Linked DNA regions of Hordeum vulgare: regions 1 and 2 are each linked to region 3. Evidence: chromatin contacts called from public Hi-C data. All regions are on one chromosome and are shown on one strand. Each heading gives the region's core, a stretch centred on a gene start, on an enhancer-like site or on the middle of the called end of the contact. The rest is flanking DNA. Distances are from core to core; before and after follow the strand shown. Region 1 holds the start of LOC123446912. Region 2 has its middle 22 kb from the start of LOC123446911. Region 3 holds the start of LOC123446915 (putative wall-associated receptor kinase-like 16).

Region 1 (3,772 bases), core at 244-2,743, 170 kb after region 3:
CACCGTCCGTCCGCCCACCACCAGAGGCTCCATCCGGCAGAGGCAGGTGGCGCACTTGCCGGAGAACCGCGACCAGCGGAGCGCATCCGTGCCCGTGTAGTAGGGCAGCACGACGGCGTCCAGGTACAGGCTCGCGTGCAGGATCCCGGACACGGTGGACGCCTCGAGCACGGCGTAGCGCACGTCGCCGTCGGCCTCGTTCCGGAACGCCAGCGCCGACGCCTGCAGCGTGAGCAGCAATGCCGGGCCGAGCCGCGCGAGCGGGAAGACGGCGTTGATCCGCTGCCCCTTGGCGAGGACCAGCAGCACCAGCGGCATCAAGAAGGGCCCCGACGGCACCAGGTACTTCCGCTTGATCCTCCCGACGCCACCGGCCGAGCTGCTGCCGCCGCCAGCCCTGACGATCTCTGCCACGGTGAAGGCCACAGCGGACAGGAGGCAGTAAACGGCCAAAACGGCGACGAGGACGCCGACGGCAGCCGAGTAGTCGCCCGGGTAGGAGCTGTCGCAGTAGTAGTGGTAAGGGCAGGTGATGAGGTCGGTGGTCTCCTCCAGCTGCCACCTGGTGCACTTGACGATCTGCCTCGTGATGTTGCTTCCATGGCCGCTCCACGCGCTCGTCGCCACCGCCGCCGCCTTGCCGCCGCCCCCTAGAACAGACAGCACCTGATCGTACGACATGGCCGCCCCCGGATCAACCAACAAAGTCCTAATGATACGACAATGATGCTACCCTTCTCCTCTGCCTTGACCTTCGGCTGCTGCTAACAGCACTGTGCATTCTGCATCGAGGTGGCTAATGATGGCTTCTCCGCAGGAGCTCACTCGTCTTATGGTTATGGATCCCCGGTGCCATGCGCTCCGCCTCATGGATGTTGGTGTGGTGCTCATGTTGCTTGCAGAGTGTGAGATGGGGATGGTTTAGCCGATGGGCCCCGTGTACCTAGCATCTGATGGAGACAAGAAAGATAGACACGAGATGATTTTTGAGGCTCGTCAGCGAGCAGGGAGATAAACAATGTGCAGCGGTAGGGGTAACTTGTTGGTGAATGGATCGTGAATCGGCCAAAAATTCGGCTTAAAGAAACAAAATCAGTTCCTGATGGCTTCCTGACAGAGACACGTCAACTCAAAGGCGTTGCGTATGGTCACCGACAGGTCACATTTCCCCCCATGAGAGCGCGTGAGAATGAGACCTCGAGGTTCTGAAAAGTTAACGTACACTGCGAGCGGGATTGGCACGCATTTGGTCGCACCAGAGGAATGTTGGTTACCACAGTTTTTCCCCAAAACTGCCGTGCCTCGTGCCGTCGTTCCGACTAGAGTTATATGCTCTCTGATTTCAGTTCCAGTAAATGAGTTACTCCTGGCGATGGACGTTCTGACTTTGTTTGTGAGACACTAGTAGGTGGGAGCACTTGTTTAACTGTACCAATAGTTTGTTGTGGGATTTGGTGGCCACCGCGTCATCATTGTTGCGCTTTTTTTTCTGGATAACTATTGCACATTATTGATCAAGTAGGGCTTGTACAAAGTAAAAGTCTTTTTTTTTTCATTTTGCTCAAAAGTACACCAATTTAACTAATCTTTCATTTTTCATAGTCTAATGCCATTTTGCACTGTCAAATTTCTACTAATTTGCTGCAAGGAACAGGCTGACTAAGCAATTTAGTTTTAAGGATTGCTTTTTGTTAGAGCATATTTCTCCGTATGCGGTTTTCGTAATTGATGACAATCCTTATGGACTAATAATTACATTGAGTTATATTCGAAGGATTTGTCCATAGGCACTTCTCGAAGTCCATCTATTGGTTTCAAGGAGTTTATATGATAATCAAGGTGGTATTCAAAGTATTATCCAAAGATTGGTCATAAAGACACAAGATTGATCAAGACTAAGCAAAGAGTAAATCAAGATGATCAACACATAGTGTACAAGATGTACCGAGAGAGATCAAGTGATCCTATGGTATGGTAAGCATTGTCCATAACGCTTTTGTGTACTAACCCATGGTCTTCGTGAGAGTTCTATGTGGGGTTAGGTGTGTTTCCACGGGTTTGCGTCAAGAGAAAGATCCCATTCAACCTATGAAGGATGACATCAAGTGGTGATCGTCATCAAGATTATGGTGTGCAAGTTTAAGTGGAGCATCACGAAGATATCATGCTTGAAGCTTGCCGTCCATTGTGGTGGCAATGGACTTGTGAAGATGTATTGAAGAGTGGCTCACCCATAGTGAGTATGGGGGAGAAATCAACTAGTCTTCATCAAACCAAGGCAATCAAGAAAGGTGGTCCATCTTGAGGAAGCCAAGATCATCGTCATCTAGCTCAAGAGGACTAGGTGCTAGGTATAGGTTTTCCCTTGATAGGTTTTTCTATTTTAGGATAAATTGTCGTACTCTCAAGGGGGGCTCTCAAGTGAGTAGCTTGATCGTATCGTTCGTTGAGAGCTCAAATCATTTGCATCCTTGCATCATATTTCTTGGTTCTTGTTTGGTGTTTCTCTTTGTGAGTTTTAGAGCTTATGGGCATATTCATGACAAGCTCGAGTTCATCGAAAACGGAGTCCGTATGCATCTTCAATGATGTTTTCTATGTTGGAAGTTTTTGCCGGTTCTTCATTCATAGAGGTCTCACATCTCTATATCATTAGCATTTTCATAACTGCATGTTCTTAACAGCGGACGTAGTTCTTTGTCGGTTCTTCATTCATAGAGATCTCACATCTCTATACCACGGTAGTACCGCTTGGGCGATACTTTCGTTGTATAAAGAGCAGACGTAGTTCTTTACCACCGCCCTCAGGCGGTAGTACCGCAACCATGTTCGGTACTACCGTGTCAGACTTTTTCACAGCCGTAGCCTCAACGGAGGTAGACAGGAAAGTAGTTTTTTTACTTCTGTGGCAGTTGGATTCTACCATGCGGTAGTACCGTAAGGGCGCGCTGTAGTACCGCTCTGACGGTTCTATCGCTCGTTGCCCTGTGCAGTAGTTCCTCCCTCTGCCACCACCGTGCGTGAGGTAGTACCGCACCGGCAGCGATAGTACCGCTTTGCTCGGGCTGAAAGTGGGGTAACGGGTAGATTCTTTCCCCCACTATATAAAGGGGCTCTTTTTCCCCATTTGATCTTATCCATCCGTTGAGCTCGTGTTCTTCCCCCATTATTGACCTTCTTAGAGCTTGCTAACTCTCAATCCCCCCAATGATTCTTGCTAGTTTTTGAGGGAAAAGAGAGAGGAGATCTAGATCCACATCTCCGCCAATCACTTTCTCCTCTATGTGAGGGGAACCCCTTGGATCTTGATCTTGGAGTTCTTTGTGAGCTCCTTGTTCTTCCTCTCATATTTCTCCATAGCTTTTGTTGTTGCGGAGGGATTTGAGTGTGAGGGACTTGACCACTTTGTGTGTTCTTGCCATTGCATTAGTTGCATCGGTTTGAGTTCTCCACGGTGATACGTGGAAGTGAGAAGTTGAGAAGCTTATTACCCTTTGGTACTTGGTACCCTAGAGATTGTTCTGCATGGATGCTTTGGCTTCCTAGAAGCTTGGTGGTGCCTCGGATCTCAATCATTGTGGTGTAAAGCTCCGGGCAAGCGTCAGGGTCTCCAATTAATTTGTGGAGATTGCCCCGAGCATTTGTGGTCACCTCGAAGCCATATGCCATTGTGGTGAAGCTTCGTGGTGTTGTTGGGAGCCTCCAATTAAGTTGTGGAGATTGCCCCAACCTTGTTTGTACAGGTTCGGTGACCATCCTTAAGGGTCCCTTA
Region 2 (3,791 bases), core at 282-2,781, 230 kb after region 3:
GGCCGATGGAGACGGCGCCGTCCTCCTCGTCCTGTTCCCGCTCCCGCTCCTCCGGGTCACTGACGCTCCTCTCCACCAATCTGGAGCCGTAGGAGACGTCACTGGGGTAGCGCACGCGCAGCGGCGACATCGTCATTAATGAGCCCGGCGTCTCCCGCCTTGTCAAGCCGAAGACGGAGCCGGGACTCCTTCCCGTCAAGCAAGAGCACCTAGGCATGGCCGCCGACGACGAGACCGCCCTTAAATGGGCGCGGGGTGACTACGTCTAGAAGGAGATAGAGTGTGAGCACCACACCCTTGAGGAGATCGCCACCTGGCGCCGCGGCCGCAAGGAGGGCGGCGGCGTCAGCCTCGACGACAACAATGAGGAGGCGTCGGGGCCTTCCAACCCCGTTCGCCACGGCGACCCAGGGCAGGGGTGCAGCAAAGACGACGGTGGAGCGCATGAGGACGACAATGACGACGGTGACTATTGTTGGGTTTAGTCCCACATCGGTTGTGGGAGGAGACATAACATGACTTATAAGGGTGAGGGTGTCCCCTCCTAATAGGCTAGTCTTTTGGAGGGAGAGGGTCCAAGGCTTGTCATAAGTCGGTGTTGCTCTCCGGTTGGGCCTGTTGACGCATGTGGGTCGGAAACGCTGGTGTTAGCGGACCCGGGATTGCGTAACAAGTGGTATCAGAGCCCAGATGCCCGGAATAGATCTCGGTAGACTCACGGATGGTCGGTCATGGTTGGTGGGCTGGAGATGTTGGTATTAGCGAGCCATAGGCGACCGATGTGTGAGGAGGAGACATAACACGACTTATAAGGGTGAGAGTGTCCCCTCCTAATAGGCTAGTCTTTTGAAAAGAGATGGTCCAATGCCTGTTATAAGTCGGTGTTGCTCTTCGGTTGGGCATATTAACGCATGTGGATCGGAAACGTTGGTGTTATCGGATCTGGGATTGCATAACAATTATACTAATTTCTACAAGCTTTTCGACATGTAAAAGATAACGCTATTTTAGGTCCGTGTGGCTGAACGGCTGAAAAAAAACTCTAAGGCCGGACGAGTGACAGAATTACTGGAAACACTCTAAGGCCGCACGAGTGACAGAATTACTGCCGGCACGGCACCCATGCGGCGAGCCTCTGATGCCGATGCCCCCAGCTTCGATCACACATTGTTGAGTCGAGCAGACAGACGGAAGGTGGCATTTCGCTGCCGCCCAGCACCAAACCATTTCCCAAGGTTATATATAACCCGCGAGTCAGCGTCGTCGATCGGCCGGCAGGCCGGCAACATGTGGTCTGCATCCTCGTGAAGGCATCATGCCCGCCTACCTTCGAAAACGAGTCGCTCTAGCGTGAATCCATGATGATGTTGGTTGCCTCCTCCCGGTTGCCTTCTTCTCCTCGAAATCAGGGGGAGATTTCCAAACTTTGGTGCCTTGACGAAACAGGGAAACCATCACCTCCTACTCCTAGCAACCATGTGGTTGCATCTAATCTCTAGTGCGTGGACTGGGTCCCCTGCACTTACGCTGGGGCCCCCCTGAAGTGGCCGGTGCCCCCGTTCGACCAATGGACGCAGCGGCATTCGAAATGGCAGTGTACTGCTGTACTTCGGAGAGGCGGTTAAGATTTTAATCTATACGCCAGTTTTCTCTAAGTGCTATACTCCCGTTGCGCATCGGGATAATTAATATGTAAATTTAGAGCAGGTCGTGCACTTCTTTACCTGTACCTGCTCGTTCTGCATCAATGGCGCATTGCTGGAGCAGGGACAGACGCTCAGGTAGATCTGCGTGAGGGAGGCAAAGTCAACCGGCAGGAACATGATACAGTTTCGAATCTGTATGCGGCCGTTATAAACAATTATTCGGACTTGAACAAGCTCAGGGGATTCCCGTGTATGCAGTAGTGTCACGAGTACGGGTACATCCCCGTGCAAATGCAAGAAGATATAACCGCATGGGCGTCTAGTGTTTGGCTGGCTCATCCTAAGTGCAAACATGTTTAGTGCAATGTTTGCCAGGCTCTTGACGACATGGGCGTCTAATGATCATGCGATAGATCCATGCACAAATACTAAGTTCTTGAACAATAAATTTATGAGTAAAACGCATGATAAGTCCTAAATGCAACCGTAAAAACAAGGGGAAATACCCTCGTCCAGTCGACAGATCTTTTTTGCTCGCGACGACCGTCTCCATTGTCGTCGGATCTCAGACGGCTCAGGAGTGTTTCCATGAGCTTTCACTATTCTTTAACTAGGCAGTTGTTTCAAAAAGCATATCGCAACAAACGATCTGTTGCAAGAAAAATTTGCAACAAGAGATGTGTCAAAAATATTTCGGTAACAAAACAAAGCAATTGTTTCTGCAACGCGATTGTTGTTTCTACTAGGCGATCGTTGTTTCAGGAATTATTTCTACAATGCGGCTATAGTTTCTGCAACGCGGCCGTTGTTGCAAAGAGACGAACGCAACACAAGCCTTGTTGCGAAGCTCACTGGAAGAAGATCGGACGGTTGGCGAGCTCAGATCCTGCGGCTATCAAGGCGGAGGATGTTTTCTAAACATCACCCCAACTCTCTCTCTCTCTCTCTCTCTCTCTCTCTCTCCCTCTCTCTCTCCCTCCCTCCCTCCCTCCCTCCCCCTCTCTTTCTCCCATGTCACCATCAGTGCCTCTACACCCTTGTAATAGAGTTGGCCGTGTGGGTCGTTGTGTGGGCGCGAGCATGACCACACTTGGGAAATTGTCACGACTGCTGAAGGACGCGGAAGAGTGCGCAAAAACTGCAAAGTTGGCATAAAGGTGATCAAGAGTGACGCAACCCCAACAACAATGACATGTCGGTAGCAATTCGATGTTCTGAGACGTGTCATTCTACCACTCTGTAGTGAGATTGAGATGACCGTTCTACTCTCCTTGCTGGAGCTCAAGCCATCATGCCATTGATGGCCTCTGTGATGTCGCTTCCAAGCATTATATGTGTGGGAGAATACGACGGCGTGAGAATGAGGTGAGATAATACTCTAGGGGTTTTGTTTGATATTTACCTATTATAAGTTAGCTTGATGGGCCAATTGGGTCAACGTGGGAACAATCCAAGCATCTCCAAGCGACACATCGGTGGGTCAATACTGGTCATGCAAGCTTAAGATCCGAGATGAACAACTACGAGAGAGGGAGTGCATCTACATATCCTTGTATATCGCTAAGCGAAAGCGTTGTGAAACGCGGTTGATGTAGTCGAACGTCTTCGTGATCCAATCACGAATGTTTCGATCAAGTGCTGAACGGACGGCACTTCCGCGTTGAGCACACGTGCAGCTCGATGATGCCTTCACCACCTCGATCCAGCGAGCGAAGGCGAAGTAGTAGTTGAGTTCTCCGGCAACAAGATGGCATGATGCCGATGGTGGTGGAACGATCTCGGCAGGGCTTCGCCAAGCACTACCACGATTTTGACGGTGGAGAAATACTAAGAGAGAGAGAGAGAGAGAGGAGGGATGCGTCGTGGCTTTCAGGTGTCGGCTTGGGGAGAGGCATTATTGAATGAGGGAGGGAATGCAATAATGGTTGTTTGATTTGTAGAATTGCCATCCTTGGGGAGATCCTAAGAAATTCTTCATACTATGTTTTGGAGCTAAGTCGGGAATGGAATAATGGTTGTTTGATTTGTAGAATCGGCATCCTTGGGGGAGATCGTAAGAAATTATTCATACTATGTTTTGGAGCTAAGGCTTCATCCACTCAAATTTCTTTTTAGAATTAACGTGATTTTATTCTGGTGTGTTAA
Region 3 (4,138 bases), core at 88-2,587:
ACGACTGAAGCATGTTGTTCTATTCTACCTGTGACGGCCTTCAGCGCCAATGTGAATTTGTCTTGTTGGTGGCAACCATCCTGCACGGTAGCGTTTCCACTCCACCCCTTGGGGCATGTGCAGAGGTAGCTGCCTGGCGTGTTGCTACACACACCGTAGCACGGGTACAAATCATGTCGCGCGCATTCGTCCAAGTCTTCCGTTTGAGTTATAGTATGAGAAAATTCGTCAGTTCGACAAAAAAATCAGAAGAGGATGTCAAGCCACAGATGAGCAAGAACTGATCGACGAGACAAGAATTCCGGGAACATAGTACTAGTATTGGAGTTGGAGTGGTACCGTTGCAGCCGCCGACGACATATGGGTTCCCCTCGTAGCCGCTGGTGCAGTTGCAGACGTACCCGGGGCCGTTGCTCGAGTCCAGGCACACGCTGTGCGCGCTCCGGCACGCGTAGGCGGCGGTGGCGTTCTCCCGCACGGCGGCGCAGGAGCCCCCGGCGCCTCTGATGGCCCAGTCCAGCACGACGGGCACGGCGAAGTCGCCGGTCCTGTTGAAGTGGGAGCCGGCGTACCAGAACCACCAGGCGTCCACCATGAACGCGTAGGCGCAGCCCGTGGAGTTAGCCAGGAACGTGCCTCCCTGCTGCTGCTGGCGCCGGCCGAAGCTGCGGACGTGCGGGCGGTACGAGTCCAGCCCCAGAGGGATGTTGCTCTGGCAGCAGCCGTCGCCGCCCCGGCACGACCCGGGCAGCGCGCGCGCCGACGGCCGGCACACCGACATGCACCCGGTCACGTAGTACCCTCCGTCGTCCACGAAGTAGGCCAGGTCCGGGCAGCCGATGGCCACGAACTTGCTCTTCATGGAGGAGAAGAGGAAGGCGCTGCCGTTGAGGGCCATGGGGTACTCCCGCCGGCCAAGAACGCGGCCGGAGCCGGAGGTGCGGTCGTAGCAGGCGCGGCTGGCGTTGAGCAGCACGGTGGCCTCGGCAGAGGCGAGCGAGATGGCGACGACCTCGTGGCCGTAGCCGGCCACGGTCAGCCGCGGTGGGTGGCGCGTGTCGTCGCACTCGAGCCGGAACCCACGGTCCTCGCCACGGTGGCAGCGCGCTCCGATTCCGAAGGGGTAGGGGACGGTCACGTTGCCGCACTGCCGCCGGCACCCCGGCGCTGCTGTGGGTGGAAGCAGCGGCGCTGCCAGCAATAGCAGAACTGCAAGCATTGCCATTCTTTCTGCAGTCAAAGCTAAGCGGTGGCTGCCTGGATCTGGATGGACCGCCTTTAGCGTCTGGGCAGAGCACTTGGATTGATATCGGTGATCGACGGAAGATGTCAAGAAAACAACGCAGAGCGCAGCAAATGCAAGGAGGACACGTCCTTACCAGCAGCTTCGTTGACGGGGAGTACACGGCGAGACAATCGTGTACTGTAGGTCAGATAGAACCATTATTCGCCTGGAGCTGTCTATGGTTTTTTCTTTTCGAGGGAACGGAGCTGTCTATCTGAGACATGACATAACTTCTTGAGAGCAAGTATAATAACGTACAATCAGCAGACTGTAAGGATTAAAATACTATATTTTTGCTGAGTTGGATGAGAGAGAAGGGAAGCGAGCTCTTCGTGAAGAGCCAGCTCTAGCACGTGCTCCTAAGTGCTTTGTGAGAATGAAAGGTGGGTCATATATGATAAAAATAGTATCCTTTTAAACTAACTATTGTACAAGCTAGCTATAAGAGGGGATATAAGACTGGTTATAGCCAGCAGTTGACTATACTATTAACCATGCTCTAACCTCTCTTCAACACACTGCGTGTGGAAATGGTCAATACACGTTGCGGGCCGAATAAATAAGGGGTTATGCCATCTAGATGAGAATTAACTATGTCTCGCCGACTTGTAGTTAGGGTTGACCTAGTGTTTTCTTGGGACGCCGTTGGGGTGGTGAGAGCAGCGTCCGGGCAAATAAATCTGTCTCAACTCTATTCCCACACTGGCGGCGACCTTCACGGCGGCGTCTTGGAGTTGTGGCAACGTGTGCTGCTCGGTCCTTCAGATCGCCAGCTTGGTCTTTTCGTTGTTCTTCAGATCTGGCGAGATCAGTTTCTCGGTCTGTCGCTGGCGTTCGTGGTTATTCGCGACGACGCTGACGGCCGGGGCGAGGTGGTTCTTCTGGAGCGAGGATGTCGGTCCGAAGGTGGTGGATATGCCGTTCCTCTCCAACTTTGATGGGAGGCGACAAATCTTGGTCCAAGACAACACGAGGACGTCCCCCGATCGACGCGCCACAACGACATGTGCCTTGCTGCGTGCAGCGGACCTGTTCATCGACTCACAAAGCCTTGTTGGTGATGGTGCTTTCTCGGATCTTGGGATGGTGGAGGCTCGACGTCTCTTCCGGCGTTCGCCTCGGTGGCGTTGGAGTTGGGCGGCGGCCGTTCGCTACGGTGGTTGCAGGAAACCCTAGGGATCGTTTTGTATTTCTCGATCTTTTATGTTTTTATCTGCAAATTCAGGATAATCATTTTATCCCGGTTTGTCTTTTAGTTTTCACGTGTGATGCTTATTGTAACTTAATTTCGATTAATGAAACATGTGGTTGTTCAAAAAAAAACTCATTAATCCATCTTATTTTGCTTATGCGAGTTAATCATTGATCCATCCTTCTCTAGTTTTCTAGATTTAGCATATATACATACGTCACATTATACATCGATGCATCGTGTCCAGTCCATCCAAGTCCACATGCTTCCCTTCCTCCTCCCACACATGTGCGAACACGATCTCCGTCATAGTTGATCTGGAGATTGAGCTTCTCTACTTTGATCACTATGATGAACTGCATCGCGCTAGTGTTGTCAATCAAGAGAGTGAGACCGCAACGCGGGTGTTGGGAGCCAAGTGAGTGTAGCAGATCAGGGGCGAAGCTAGAAAAAATGATCAGTGGGGTCAATCAATTTTGACGAAGCTAGAAAAAATGATCAGTGGGGTCAATCAATTTTGATGAATCGAAATCCTGAGGATAAAACTCAGCTAGCTTCAACAAACTCTCTAGGTTAAAAGCAGCGAAAGAGTTTTTTGAATTTAAAGAAGCCATGTGAATAAGCAATGCAGAATTTACTTCATTGTATCTGTCGATCAATCCCTAAACAAATAGCAACATTGACAAAATGCCTTATGCACTTTATCAGTGTACTCTAGCCAATGATAATCTTTATACCATTCTGGCTTGAATCTTCGCTCGAATCCTTCGATGGTCTTTTGCGGATATATAAAGCCTTCTTGTGGCCTATAAGGTCCTCTAGTTAAATATATTGTTCTGATCTCATCTTGCTTCTTTCGATTCTTAGTGTATTATGATATTCTTTTTCGATTAGCCGGCTCAAAAGGAAGTTCATCGAAATTAATGCCTCCTGTAGTAGTAGTAGTACCAATATTTGGTGCGTGATATTGCCTTAGTCTAACTGGCCTTGAATTCCCTACAGATCAGTCTCTGTTCCACTTTGTTTCAGCAGAAATCTGTCCATATCCTTCTAGTACTAGCCTCCTAGATGCAGCAAAAAAATAAATGGATAAACCAAAACTTACTAATTAGTCATCCGGAAAGAAGGAGTTGTTAATGCGTGAGAACGAGAAACTCAGAAAGAGATTGGTGTACCTACCTGAGAATTCCCAACAATCGGAGATTAAAGATTATGCTGCAGCGGCGGCCGGCCGGCTGAAATCACCCTTGAAGATCAAGGATCGCCGCTGTCAGCGATTAGGGCAATAGGCGAAGGCGATGCGACGAAGAGCCGACCACACGATGGCCAAGAAACGACGTTACTCGTATACATCTACATGGGTTGTGTATTGGAGACCAATCGTCGACACGTACGGATGTACCTGTGTAAGCCTAAGCCACGTCTTATGGGCCAAGGGTCTTGTGTGTTGGCGCTTTGTAATTGTAAAGGTGTACACCACGATAGTTTTTTTTATCTTTCTATGAATAATTGGACATTAGGTGTTGGGCTGGGGTCAAATAATTTTTTTGGATGAGTTCAGACGCAGTATTGCTAGACGTAGTTACCTTCAAATACTCAAAAGCATTGGGGTCAATTGACCCCATCGAACATACTATAGCTTCGTCCCTGTAGCAGATGAA

The links. Hi-C and Micro-C count contacts between places; a contact is called where the count stands out from the background.
Region 1: a Hi-C map of leaf shows a contact between it and region 3, with 4 times the contacts expected there. The contact joins the promoter of LOC123446912 here to the promoter of LOC123446915 in region 3. A contact is called at or near these places in 2 of 6 Hi-C or Micro-C datasets (leaf and seedling).
Region 2: a contact with region 3 is called in a Hi-C map of leaf, with 2.8 times the contacts expected there. The contact joins the enhancer-like site here to the promoter of LOC123446915 in region 3. A contact is called at or near these places in 2 of 6 Hi-C or Micro-C datasets (leaf and seedling).

What each region holds. Positions count from the first base shown.
Region 1 is chr4H:547,896,536-547,900,307 of MorexV3_pseudomolecules_assembly, reverse strand. LOC123446912 reads right to left here and starts at 1,493. Exons shown (of 1, transcript XM_045123458.1): 1 at 1-1,493. The coding sequence starts at 681.
Region 2 is chr4H:547,828,116-547,831,906 of MorexV3_pseudomolecules_assembly, reverse strand. No RefSeq gene overlaps it. Among protein-coding and RNA genes, the nearest start is that of LOC123446911, 22 kb to the right of the region's middle. Within about 2 kb of position 1,531, at least 2 of the 3 cell types and tissues checked have open chromatin away from gene starts, as enhancers often do. A contact at or near this core is called in leaf, where this site is marked.
Region 3 is chr4H:548,061,477-548,065,614 of MorexV3_pseudomolecules_assembly, reverse strand. It overlaps LOC123446915 (putative wall-associated receptor kinase-like 16), which reads right to left and starts at 1,337. Exons shown (of 3, transcript XM_045123460.1): 1 at 340-1,337; 2 at 29-196. The coding sequence starts at 1,225.